Regions from separate parts of the Gossypium arboreum genome. Here region 1 is linked to region 2. The links are chromatin contacts, called in public Hi-C maps. All regions are on one chromosome and are shown on one strand. The core of a region is the stretch at or near the end of the contact, and the rest is flanking DNA. Distances in the headings are between cores, read along the strand shown. Region 1 holds the start of LOC108485449 (sulfate transporter 1.3). Region 2 holds the start of LOC108484372.

Evidence for each region. Hi-C and Micro-C count contacts between places; a contact is called where the count stands out from the background.
Region 1: a contact with region 2 is called in a Hi-C map of leaf, with 2.5 times the contacts expected there. The contact joins the promoter of LOC108485449 here to the promoter of LOC108484372 in region 2. A contact is called at or near these places in 2 of 5 Hi-C or Micro-C datasets (both in leaf).

What each region holds. Positions count from the first base shown.
Region 1 is chr6:137,913,545-137,916,255 of ASM2569848v2, reverse strand. It overlaps LOC108485449 (sulfate transporter 1.3), which reads right to left and starts at 1,364. Exons shown (of 15, transcript XM_017789286.2): 1 at 1,316-1,364; 2 at 1,072-1,186.
Region 2 is chr6:137,626,120-137,628,819 of ASM2569848v2, reverse strand. LOC108484372 reads left to right here and starts at 1,304. Exons shown (of 3, transcript XM_017788140.2): 1 at 1,304-1,510; 2 at 1,867-2,018; 3 at 2,353-2,700. The coding sequence starts at 1,923. The coding sequence ends at 2,487.

The sequences.
Region 1 (2,711 bases), core at 115-2,614, 290 kb before region 2:
GACAAACAGAGCATTGATATTAAAGAACAGAACATCAAAATGTCAAGCCATCCAAAGAAATTGAATATAGTTCATGGCATTAGAACACAATGAAGATGCTTAAACTAACCAAAGAAAGTGGAGTAATGGTTTAGAGATTGCAAAATCCTATTGAACTTGGATAAATCCTTGATATGATCTTGCTTATATAAGTGTTAATAGGATTCCAGGTCAAACTTTACAAGCTAAAAGAGAGAATTAAGCATCAACAATGCATGAATCTAGTGTAAAATTTTAATAAAAGCAAAAAAGAGTCTCCTGGTAATAGAATTTACAGAAATACTATCACCAAAAGTAAATAAACATTCATCTTCACTTACTAAATTATCATATGAATAGCATCAATTTCAATATCCGGATCCTTTTTACATGTTATATAAACAGCAAACAAGAAGTGGTACCAAAATAAACATATAGATCATTCAATATCTAGTCATTGATGCAAGCAATTACTTGTAAAAATGTGGTGCTTAGAATAAAATATGCAGTTTGGGAAGCACAAACCAGAAATTTTAAGTCTTTAGCCACCTCTTTCTCTGTGCCTTTTTATGTATATTTCCTTGTTATTAATTATCATGAAAAGCTCATTTGCAAAAAATACAAGCACAAAGAACAACTGATTTGATGCGGCTTCTGTTAATGTTATATGGGAAAAGATGGAAAAAGTTGCAGTCAATCACAAGCAGCCATACATTAAGAAGAGACTTTTCAGTTTTATTTGTATAAAAGTCTTAGTTGATGTATTGTTAAGGGTCCCATTTTGAAAATCCCTCCTAGGGGACCCAAGGACACGAATAATTAATTGAAATCTCTTGGCTTGTAGTGCAAAAATGGAAACAAAAACAAACTAGAAAATCTCTCACCAATTTCATGAAATTATAATCACAATTTACAATACCATGACTACAAATTTCTGCTTTATAAACCCAGAAAAGAACCCAGATGGTTCATATAATTAACAACAAGCATATGAAAGTTCCAAACTAATAGAATCAGAATAAAGGATAAGATAGCAAAGTCTGTGTGTCTCACCTCCTCTCATACAGAAGCCATTGATAGTGGAAGACCCCACCTTGCCCCACCCCAGTTCCAAAGGCCAAGGCTAAAGCTAAAGCTTACTTCAAATGGAATTTGTATATAAACCTCCCTAAAAAGTAATGTATAAAGAAAGGACAATAAATAGTAACATACAGAGAAGGGCAATAAAAAAAGAGAGGAATTTCTATTTCATGCAAATGCCAAAAAGGGACCGTTTAAAATCACTTCAAAAGCTCACCTTTTTGCTTTCCACACTTGATGGTCCTCATATTTCGCCTTGTCACTTTTAAATATATATATATTGATTTTAAACAAATAAACCCATTGGCAGGAGAAACCTTAGATCACCGGGAGAGAACCCAAATGTGGTCCAGGTTCATTGAACCCGCATTACTTTCTTTTTACTTTCTTGCCATTTTCTCGGATTTTTCATTTATTTCTTGTTTTTTTCCATAAAAATAGGAATATAGAATAATAAGTTGAAATAAAAAATAATAACTTTTCGTAAGAGATAAAAATAAGATCTTTTGGGCTTTCTGTTATCTAATTTTACCTAAATTATGTGTGGATTCTAATAATATTTGGCATATGCTTACAACACATAATATTTTATCCAGAAATATAAATTTATAATATTTTTACATAGCAAATGTTACTCTTCTTTCTCACTTTGGGTCTCCATTTCTCAGACTGTATACCAACAAAATGGCAGAATTGCTTTCTATCTGTATCTCCAACCTTGATATACAGTATTTGAAGCAAGGGCCAAAAGCATAAATTATAATTTTCTAAGGAGGATTAAAATAACAATATAATCATTTCAACCAAGGAGGCAAAAGCCCCTCCCCCTCCCCCTCCCCCTCCCCCTGCCTTAAACTTAGTACTTCACAATTGGGTCTCAATTCAATATAATTTATAATTTTCATTTTCCATAATGTAAGAAAAATGAATAGGTTGAGTCCAAATTTGCAGGCAACCGAACGTGAGGGATTAAAACACGTAAATATAAAAAAACTTCGGTTGAATGACGGAATGAATGAGGGAAAGGGCAAAGGAAAAGTCAGAGATGAAAGCATGGCCATTACTTTAACAACTTCATTTTCAGTCCCTAGTCTAACATACACTACAAAACAAGACAAAAAAACGACTTTTTGAAGTCTCCCCTCACAGCCTATGCCAAACCCAATACTAGTTTGAATATGGACGTCTTTAAGGGTGGGTTCCCCTCACACATTGGAAGTGGGTTTATTGCGCATCTACTACCTTTATTAGTTCCTCTTGGCCGTAGTTTTACTCTCTTTATCCATGTATCAATTTTTTAAAAAAATATTCGATTTCAACATGCACTTTCAAGTCGTTTTAAGATATGTTCTCAATTCATTTATAAAATATTTTATTTATTTTAAATGTATTAATTGAAAATTGTTTAAATGATTATTTAACAAGATATAATTTTAATTTAATTTTTTCAATGTAATTTAAAATTAAAATTTATTAACATATAAGAGAATTTTGAAAGCCTTGGACAGAATTACACAAATCTCACATCTTTTATATACATTTATTAAAATACATATTAGAGGCGAAATAAAAAAAGGATAAGTAAGCATGTACGAGGTTTGAGTTTGAAAGCT
Region 2 (2,700 bases), core at 55-2,554:
TTTTCGGTTTAACTCGAATATAAATTATACAATTCGAGTTATCCGAAAATCCGAATAAGAAAAGACAAAACTACGTAGTTTTGATAAATGTTTACTTTATTAAAAGTTAAAATTCAAAATAATTAAGTTAAAAAGTAAAACTTCGTCGTTTTGATAAATGTTTACTCATTAAGTTAAAAGACTAAATCATTATATTATTCATGTAGTTAAATAATCTTGTACTTCATCTACTAGTTAAATAATCGCTCCATCTAAACATAACATTAAGTATAAATAATAGGATTCGTTAACTCGACTCGATTCGATTCGATTCGAAAAAATTTCAAATTGAGTTCGGTTGCTAAAATAGGATTTGTCAACTCGACTAATTCGAAAATTTTTGACTCGATTCAACTCGACTCAATCGAATACTCACCCCTAGTTATTGGTAAACCGTTTGTTGGAAGGCATATTAGTAGAGCTACATCTTCTATGTCTAAAATCACAAAACAACCTTAGTTTGAAAAATAATTATTTTGAAAAATAAAATAAAACTCAATACCAATTGTGTATATTTTAAAAAAATATTTATTCAAACAAATTAATTAAAAACAATATTGAAGATAAAATATGCTTGAATGCATTGAATCTACATCCTCTTATAATGATAATAATATTAATACCAATTGAACTAAGATTCATTCAACAAAATTTAAAAATTTTATTTTATGGTAGAATTAAAAGTAACAAACGAAATAAAATTATAATTTTTTTTCAAAATAACCTCTTTAAATAAAATTTTGAATATAGAATTTGATTTACACCTCTTTTAAAACTTTTTAAAATTTTAAAATTCTCAATTATTTTACGTAAATGCATTTTAAAATTTTAAAAACTTTAGATACAAATAAAAAAATCGCCTTGCCTTGTCTCATTTCGTTGTCATTTCTATTAATGACTAGTTTATCATTGAAGTTAGAAATTACTTTTAAAAGTATCATAAAAAATTGAAATGCTTTCAAAAGATGGTTTTGAAAAATAAAATAATTATTTTAAGCACGATATTGTGAAGTTAAAATATATATTTAAATGATATTAAAATTCATTAACATTACAATATATATATATATATTTATGTAATATATAAAGTTTTTTTTGAATATGACTGATATTGTGGCACAAGGCTCAAGACAAAAAGATTGAGAAAACTCAGCACAGCTGTAATAGGAAAAAGCAAAGCACACAAAATCAACTAAAGGTACAGTAACATGAAACGACAAACAACAAAGAAAATAACACAGCTGTCAACATAAACAAAATAATAAAAGCACCTAGGGACAATCAAACTCAACAAGAAAAAGAAACGCCCAAAGCCAAGCAGCAAAATCATTCAAGCAATATCAGCCGACCATCTTCTTCAACTTCTGAGAGAGAAAAAAGATTAGTAAAGAAGAAGAACGGGAGCTTTGAATCCGATTTAGAGATTCATCGAACCTTTTCCATTATTCAAAGCGCATCAAGGGAAACTATGGTAACTCTGGTTTCAGTCCAAAATATCCTTCATATGTAATATATAAAATTAAATGATAATAAAATAAGAGAATGATCCATTTAAATCGATGTAAAATTAAGGTAGGGTTACATCTTTTCATATTTATTTGTACATTTAATTTTTAATAATTTAAATATTAAATTTATAAATATAATTATATTTGTAATGCATATAAATTTTAGAACCAATTTATATCTTTATCTTATTAATCTAAAAATTGTATTTATTAATATTCATAACGATGTAACTAGATCTCTAATCTAATAAGATAATCTATTAAGTAGAAAGGAAAGCACGTTGTTATGTTTATGCTGAACGGTGGCGTTTAACACCAGACCAGTGTAAATTAAACGAGTTTTTCCGTTTGGGGAAAGAGAAAGGAAAAAGGAAAATGAGAGCGGAAGAAGAACAGAGAAAGCAAGAGAACGAACAACCAACCAATAATCCAATTACTGTATCCCAATTCCTCGCTTGGAAGCGCCAAAAGGTATCTCCTTCTTTTCCCTCTCTGTCTCTATTTTTCCTGTATTTAATCTTTAATTTTTCTTTCTAATGATTTAATGCCAATTAGGGTTTTACGTATTTTCCACTTTCTTATTATGTGTTGAATTTAATTTCCAGTTTATGCCCCAAAACTAATGGAACTAAGCATTGGATAATTTCGATTTAATATTATATTAAAATTTTTGGGGCAGCAGAGTCCTAAAAAGAAACTAAATTGTCCAGTTTTCTTAATTTTTGTTCAATTACTTCCCTTTTCATATCGGTTGTTCGAACTCAGTTTAGGTTTTTTTCATGTTACAATTCATGTCATTTTGCAGGATGCAGAAACATCAGCTAAGAAAGCTGAGGCAGCTAGAAAGCGTGCTGAAGATATAGCAGCCGGAACCGTGCAAATGAACGGACGGGAGCTTTTCTTACATGAACCTTGGGTTTTTGATAACTCCCAATATTAAGTTAGTTTCAAGGAATGACCATGAAACATTGATTTCAGTAGGTGATACTGCATAGATGCTCTGCCTCTTGAGTTCCCGGTCTTAAATGTCTGTTTATTCAAGAGAAAGTAAAATAAGTCCTATTGGAAAAACAGGTAATTTCTAGGTTTCCGGTTACAGTGTCGACAATGTATTAAATCATTTTACTCTTTCCCCTTTGTTGATGCTTAGACT